Regions from separate parts of the Mus musculus genome. Here region 1 is linked to region 2. The links are chromatin contacts, called in public Micro-C maps. All regions are on one chromosome and are shown on one strand. The core of a region is the stretch at or near the end of the contact, and the rest is flanking DNA. Distances in the headings are between cores, read along the strand shown.

What was found. A called contact is a pair of places that touch in the nucleus more often than the background predicts.
Region 1: a Micro-C map of muscle stem cells shows a contact between it and region 2, with 5 times the contacts expected there. The contact joins two enhancer-like sites. A contact is called at or near these places in 5 of 484 Hi-C or Micro-C datasets (the HPC-7 cell line, adipose-derived mesenchymal stem cells, cortical neurons and 2 more) and 1 of 115 datasets of contacts at active chromatin or transcription factors (bone marrow-derived macrophages).

The regions. Positions count from the first base shown.
Region 1 is chr9:75,419,928-75,424,143 of GRCm38.p6, reverse strand. No RefSeq gene overlaps it. Among named protein-coding and RNA genes, the nearest start is that of 4933433G15Rik, 12 kb to the right of the region's middle. Within about 2 kb of position 1,488, at least 88 of the 459 cell types and tissues checked have an H3K27ac peak or open chromatin away from gene starts, as enhancers often do. A contact at or near this core is called in adipose-derived mesenchymal stem cells, bone marrow-derived macrophages, embryonic fibroblasts and 1 more, where this site is marked.
Region 2 is chr9:75,194,211-75,198,078 of GRCm38.p6, reverse strand. It overlaps Myo5a (myosin VA), which reads right to left. Exons shown (of 41, transcript NM_010864.2): 32 at 1,879-1,953; 33 at 343-436. Among named protein-coding and RNA genes, the nearest start is that of Myo5c, 36 kb to the left of the region's middle. Within about 2 kb of position 1,503, at least 162 of the 459 cell types and tissues checked have an H3K27ac peak or open chromatin away from gene starts, as enhancers often do. A contact at or near this core is called in adipose-derived mesenchymal stem cells, bone marrow-derived macrophages, embryonic fibroblasts and 1 more, where this site is marked.

The DNA.
Region 1 (4,216 bases), core at 239-2,738, 230 kb before region 2:
AATTCCAGAGCAATGAGAGTGCACACACACACACACACACACAGGATACTATTGAGACCTGTGACAACTTCAATGGAGTCTGAAGATCAGCTGCAAACCTGTTAAATTCCCAATTTAGATGTTTTTTTTTTTCTGGAATTCTCTTGGGCGTTCTCATTAGTAAGAAAAACACATTACAGGGGCAACAGGGCGTCTTCAGAGCTTTGACTCTGCAGGAAGGAGCCTCTGAGTCAGAGCTTAGCATCCAGGATGTTTATGAGGGCGTGCCTTTGAAATGGACACCTGTGGAAGGGAAGAGAGGGAAGCAGGCTTGGGGAAGGAAACACAAGCTGTAAGGAAGGCCAGCAGCCTTAGCTGACCCATGAGGCTCTGAACTCCACTGCCTCTCAGCATTGCCCCAAACTGGACTGAGGAGGCTGGGCTTGTCATTGTGTCGTTTGTGTGTGCAAGTTCGCATGCTCATGTGTGCACGTCACATGTAGGTTGGGGGACCTCAGGTTTGTCCTTCAGGAGCCATTGACCTTATTGTTTTGATCTCTGTTTTTCTTTGGTTTTTCAAGACAGGGTTTCTTCTTGTAGTCCAGGTTCTCCTAGAACTTGTTCTGTAGACCAGGCTGGCCTCAGACTCAGACATCTCTGACTGCCTCTGGCTCCTGAGTGCTGGGATTAAAGGTGTGGGCCATCACCATCCAGCAAAAGTTCTCAAGAGACTTGTTTTGGCGTTTTGGTTTCTCTGTGTAGACCAGGCTGGCCTTGAGCTCAAAAATCCACCTGTCTCTGTCTCCCAAGTGCTGGGATTAAAGGCGAGTGCCACTCACTCCCACCCCTTAGTTTTTGAGATAGGTATCTCACTGGTTTGGAAGTCACCAAGTAGGATAGGCTGGTTGGTCAGTGTGTGTTGTGAGATCATCCTGTCTTACCATTATAAGCACACGCTCCCACACCTGCCCTTTTACATGGATTCTGAGGCTCAAAACCAGAAAGCAAGCTTGTTACCCACCAAGCCTGTTCCCTGGCCACACCTTAATCAGCTATTGAATGTGAAGGGTCCTGAAGATGAGGGTAATATTCCCCATGAGGCTGTTCCCCTTCTCTCTAGATACAGGCACAGAGAATGCCCAGGCGACAGCTACTGTTAGCTATTCAATGGGACTTGTGCTGTATCACCTGATGGTGAAAAAGGTGATCATCTCACTTCAGGAACCAGGTCCCTGAGCTCTGCAGAATCAGGACAGGAGTGGGAATGGGACCCAGGAATGCTAGCAGGTTTGCCCCTACTTCCATACTTTGCCTCCCAGGACCACGTATTCTCCCTGCATAGCATCATAATAAAAGGTTTTTATTCTTTGTCCCTATGCAACCTGGAAAAAGGCATTCCATCTCTGCAGAGTAAGGCACCAAAGCAGGTGCAGATGCAGCCTGTGAGCAATACAGACAGATTCCATAGCAGGGACTCACCATCATAGCTTCTTTGTTGCAAGTTGAATCCTCTGGTCTGATGCAATGCTCTGTGAGATTCAATGCTAGTGGAATATTCCAGAACCCCAGGGTGATGCCTGAGGGGTGAGACAATCAAAAACACTCACCCAAACACTTGTTCATTCCTGTTAGAATGAATCACTCACTAAAGAAGGATTCCAAAGTCTCCAGCTTGTGTTACCAAATGGTGTCTTAGGGGTGTGACACCATACCAGGAGTCCAGCACTGGTCTCTCACTCTCAAGCTGGACACAGGTAGAAGCAGTAACCGGTTAAGCTCTGGTAAGTAGGAGCCTGTGCTACTGAGCTAAGAAGAGCCTGACTCTGCCACACGCTCACTTCACTCACGGATCTGTTGTGCCAGCAATGGTGTGGTTGGTGACAAAGGCTGACTCAACTGGCTGTGTCATCTTATATCTACCATTTTGCTATTTCTGGGATCTGTGTGGCCTCTCTCTCGCCATTAATCCTTTCTTTGTGTTAAAAAAAAGTATTTTCAAGATGTGTGTGTGTATTTGTCAGGGTTCTCTAGGGTCACAGAACTTGTAGGTAGTCCCTATATAGTAAGGGAATTTGTTAATGACTTACAATCTGTAGTTCAACTTCCCAACAATGGTCAGTAGCAGCTCAGATTGGAAGTCTAAGGATCTAGCAGTTGCTCAGCCCCATAAGGCAAGCAGGAGAGGAGTCTTAAGAGTCTTCCTTCTTCCAATGTCCTTAGGTAGGTCTCCAGTAGAAGGTGTGGCCCAGATTAAAGGTGTGTACCACCATCCCTGGATCTGGGACTTGTATTGTCCCAGATGACCTTGAACTCGGAGATCTCCTCGCCTCAGTCTCCTAGGATTCATAGCCACCATGCCTCAAGATCTCCATGCCAAGATCAAGGTCAGAAACTTCTCTCAGTCTCAAGATCAGGATCACAGGCAAAATTTCTAATTCTGGATTGTAGTTCAGATGTAGTCAAGTTGACAACCAGGAACAGCCAGTACAGTGTGATAATACATGCCTATAATTTCAGTGCCCAGGAAGTAGAGGCAGGACAATGAGGAGTCCAAGATTATCCTTGGCTACATAGGAAGCTTGAAGCTAGCCTGAACTATTTCAGGGCTGGTGAGATGGATCAGAGGGTAAGAGCACTGACTGTTCTTCCTAAGTTCCTGAGTTCAAATCCCAGCAACCACATGGTCACTCAATGAGATCTGGTGCCCTCTTTTGGTGTGTCTGAAAAAAGCTACAGTGTACTTACATATAATAAATTAATCTTAAAAAAATAAAATAAAAAAGGTGAGGGGACTGAAGAGATGGCTGAGGAGTAAAGACTGCTCCTCTTGAAAAGGCCCAGAGTTTGGTTTCTAGCACCTTGGTCGGTGGGGGACCTGACAGCTGACCTCTGTGGGCACCAGTGTTCATTATGCACAGACATAGACAACTACAAATACATCTTTTTTTTTAAGCGAATAAAAAGATACTTTCAAACTATCGTTTTAATTGCTTGTCTTGTATTAAAGGCTATCTGTGCTCTCTCTAACACACATGGTACCTATGGTCTTGCCAGTGAGTGGGCCAGCTCCAATCCCCATCTGCTCTCTGACTTATCAGATCTCCTCTGGCTCCAACTGTGTGAGTTTGGATTTTTCAGGAAGCAAACCGAGACAGATTTTAGTGCTCAGGATATTTTATTAGAGAGAACTTTGGAATCAACATCTGTGGATGGGAGGGAGGGGAAGGAAACAGGATTGAGCAGGAAGGGTTGGAATGAGGGCAGACTGATGGCCTGAGCTAACCCCACCAAGGAGCCCTTAAACAGAAAGGCCCCATTACTACCCTGTGCAGGGCAACTTCCCTGGCTCTAATTTTGCTGTGACTTGTCAATGGATTTGGGCCACTAGAAAAGGTGTATCTTGCCGGGCAGTGGTGGCACACGCCTTTAATCCCAGCACTTGGGAGGCAGAGGCAGGCAGATTTCTGGATTTCTGAGTACGAGGCCAGCCTGGTCTACAGAGTGAGTTCCAGGTCAGCCAGGGCTATACAGAGAAACCCTGTCTCGAAAACCCAAAAAAAAAAAAAAAAAAAAAAAAAAGGTGTATCTCTCCACAGATGAGACTAACTCTAAAGGAAATGACTGTGACAGCCATGTACAACCAGGGCCCAGACAGCTCAAAGGAAAAGTTAGCCAGTGGTCTGGATACCCACCACAGGGGTCGGGCCAGCAACTTATTCTCTAATTGTTCAGGTGAAAACTCACATTTGACTGGTAGCAAAACAGTGTAGCACTCATGGAGGGGAAATATCATTATGCTATGTGTGATCAGTTTTTCCTCATTTCTTTTTATATTTATGTGCATGAGTGTTTTTTTTTCTTTTGTTTTGTTTTGTTTTTCAAGACAGGATTTCTCTGTGTAGCCCTGGCTGTCCTGGAACTCACTTTGTAGACCAGGCTGGCCTCAAACTCAGACATCTGCCTGCCTCTGCCTCCCAAGTGCTGGGATTAAAGGTGTGCGCCACCACTGCCCGCGGTTTGTTTTTTTTTTTTTTCTGCATATGTATGTGTACTCTGTGCATGTTTGGTACAGGCAATGTCAAAGAGAGTATCAGATCCCCTGGAACTGGCATTATGGATTGCTGTGAGCTATCATGTGGGTGAGCCAAACCCTGGTCCTCTGCAGCAGCAGCAAGTGCTCTTACTGACTGAGCCATCTCTCCAGGGCCCCTGCCCCTTTTCCAGTAACATCATTTGA
Region 2 (3,868 bases), core at 254-2,753:
GCACCACGCACATATTCTGAGCCTAGTAGGTAGGAGAGAGGCACAGGACTTGAATCAAGAAGCTGGCTCTAGAATCCTTGCTCTTAAGCACATGCTGTACTGACTAGGGCAGACTCTGGCATGTGTTAGCTGTTTGTTGAATGAATTTTCTCCCTTTGTAACTTACTGTTATGTTACTAGGAAAATTATTCCCATACATAGAAGAATTTTTCATTCCGCAGAGGTTAAGATTGTCAAAAGTAATTTTGATTATTTTCTCTAAAAACTCACCTGTAACTCTCTACCAGGTCACTAGCAATGGACATAAAATTTGACAAATGCTGTTAAAAAATGTTTAAGTACCTTCTAGTTCACCAATTTTTTTGGCAAAGACTTTCAGTTGTTTCTTCAGTTTCCGGACAGTTTTATCCTGCTTTTCAAGTTGTTCCATCAGATCCTAGGATCAAAATGAGAATTATGTCAGAAAGATGAGAACAGGCTCAGCACAGGCACAAAGGGCGCACAGATGGAATCACAGCAACACACTGTTAGTTTCACATAAAAGCTGCAGGTGGAGCCACCGCCTGGCTCAAACTGGCAGACAAAGGAGGTGCAGCTCCGGTGATGGCAAGGCTTTGACACTGCGGTGAGTGAAGGCAAGGCTGACACTGCAGTGAGCTCCTTACAGCTACAGCCTACAGCGTGATGGAAGCCTCCCAGCAGGCTCCTATGGAAACATCTCAGACTCACTGTCACTTGTGAGGGGGACTGGGCAAAGATGAGCTCTGATGAGTGCATACAAGGTCTGTGAGAGCTGAGGACAGCTGCACTTAGGAAAAGACTGACCCTCCGTGAGTAAAGCACAGCTATGCGTTACCTGTTCTAAACTCAGCCTTAACGCCTACGAAACATGAAGAAGTTGGGGAAACTAAAAGTAAGCTGAGCCAGGTGTTCTGGCATACACCATTAATTCAAGTACTCAGAAGGCAGTAGTGGGTGGATCTCTGTGAGTTCAAGGCCAGCCAGAGTTACATATAGAGACTGCCTTAAAAAAACAAGCCAAACAAAACCAAATCAAACAACAAAAAAGTAATAACAACAAAAGGATAAAGAACTTTCTGCTACATAGCATGAAGGTACATGACTATAACCCAAGTACCAGGAAGTCAGAGAGAATTCAAGGCCCGCCTGGGTTGTAGTGAAAGCTTGCCTCGGGGTGGGAGTGGGGTTCTGCTGGCATAAGACCCAAATGCCAGGTAATAAAAGATACCCACAAATCTTGCACAATATATATATTTAAAAAAAATGAAGTTTGAGTGCCTAATGTAAAATGTGAAAAAGAGAGAAAGAAAACCTGTGTTTTTAAATGGAAGGTAAGATACTGGCTTTATTTAGTAAAGAATTCTCTCCAAGGACAGGCAGTTAGATACTCAGGAAGAGGGAAGTGGGCATGACCAGACTAAGAAAGCTTCGAAAGGTCAGACATGAGTCAGTGGAGCTGGCTGGGGGTTGCCACTGAGTCTTAGAGAAGAACAGCATTTGATAATGCTGATTCATTCTCTAGCTTGCTCAGAACTGGGCTCAGACATCTGACTAGTGATTCTGAGGAAACAGCTGCTCACATTCCCAGTGCTGGGTTATGCTTCCTGAATTTGACTCTATCTTTGAAATCAATTGCTTCCATCACACTGTAAGCCTTGGGTTAACAACAAACCAAACACAGTGGACACGGGACACCAAAAGATAGCTGGCTAAAGATAGCTGTGGGGGGTGGGGGGAAGAGATTTTGTGAATATTTTTGAAGAGACCTCCTGGGCAGTGACAGACAGCAGTGTGCTCTTCAGTTAGAGAAGGCTAGAAGTAGCAGAGGACAACAGAAAAGCACTGTGTTTTACATACAATCATCCTTTTGTAAAGTGAAATCCGATAGGATTGATACTTCTTAGGGTCATCTGCATATAATTCCTCAAAATACTGAAAAAACAGGTACAATGGATATTTGTTTCTTGTGTCTTTGAGCAAGTGCTACCTCTCAGCAAAATTAACTTAAAAATACTTTAAAACACATGTAACGAAACTATATCTACTCACAGGTTCCAATTTGCCACCTGCTATTACCATGTATAGATGAGTCTCTATTTCACATGAACAGTGGAAATAGGTGATGGCCAGGATGTTGTCACTAGAACAGGGAACCATAGTGACCAGAGAAGGCTGACGTTTCAGTTCCCAGCATTTTACTGCTCCCTCACATGTGACTCTCTCAAGCTGCTGCTTGTCCAGTCACTATCAGAGCAGCAAGGGCAAGGAAGGCAATGACATAAAAAGGCAGGAAGGAGCACTGCTAGCACCCCGGTCCTGTTTGCAACTTGTGGAGCTGGTGAGAGGCAGCATGGGGAGACCTGTGAAGCCTGTGCACCTGAGGAGTAAGAAAGCCATTCCTATGTGTGCTGGTGTGTGTTCAGTGTGTGTGCGTGTGTGTTCATGTGCAGCAAAACTTCAGAAGCACTAAGCCCAGACGTGCTTACCTTAATATTCTGCTCAAGTGAATCCTAACAAATGTGTAATTAAAACTGAGAAAGAATATCCTTTCATACACTTGACTTTGATAATATTCTTCAAATTAGCAGTCAGTGTAACGAATGGCACAAGCAGATGATCTGCAAAGGATAGCCTAAAACAAACTAACCAGAGACTTCTATTTTGAGTGTAAGGTTTGTTCATTTCTGAGTTAGATACAAAATACTGATAGTACAGAAGAGTTATAAGGGTGAGCAACACTTGATTAACTTAGTGAACAAATTTAGAATCTGCCACCCAGAAACAAACCCATTTCACACACTGTCAGCATTTTAAGGCAATCACTCAGAAGCAAAGAATCTGTACACTGATCAGTCAGTATTATTCCACATATTTATCAATTAATCATCAACAGCATTGTTAGTCATATCAGCAAAGAGAGTAAAACATAACTTTTGAAGAACATTTTCTGACTCAGAAGCCGTCCCTATCAAGGTGCAGTTGCTCTGAAAGAGCACAGGCACCGTCCTTGCTCCTCCCCAACTCCTACCACGGAGCTTCATACACACAGTAGACTGGAAAGAAAACACTTTTTCCAATCTAGGTAAAATATGGGTGAACATATGGTGGTAGAGAACTATCTGTACTCTCAGTTATCACTAATGGAATTAGACCTTCAGAGAAATTCAGACACGTCTTACTGTGGATCTTAAAAGGTATTACTTTTTCATCTGTCACTAGAGAACAGATTTTATGCAAAAATGAATAATTATAATCTTTAACTGACTTTTATGCAATAAGTATATCTGTAAAATTTACATAGATGTAAATGTGATAAAGAAAAATATAGAAGATATTTTATTTTGGTTAAAAAAAATGGAAGGAATAAGAAAAAAGAAGGTCTTAGAGAGTCTGTGTGAGCATTCAGAATCTGGAAGGGGAACAGCAAAATCACCTTCCTCTTTACCATACAGGCTCTGCTTAAAACGAGAGAATGTGCCAAGTTCAATTCTAGTCCCTCTGCCCCGTTTTAGAAGCTCTGTATCCAGTGACAACACATAGCTCCTGCTTGACTCAACCAAGAATCTTCCCTGGCTTGTCGGCTAGACAGGCTGGAAGGCCTCCTCCCTGGATGCCTGAGATCAGAGGAAAATGGTCTGTAGCTGTGTCTCCCTGCCACTCAAAGCCTAGCAGGTAGTCAGGTTACTCTCTTCCGGAGACTCCAGGCCAGACCAGACACTCCATGTGAGGTCTGAGGGGCTCAACTGCTCAAGAGACTGCTATGAGAAATAGTCGGTACGATTTTATTATTTTGATTCATTTCTACCAACACATTCATATTTTCCTTTCTATTAGGGACAGCAGAGTA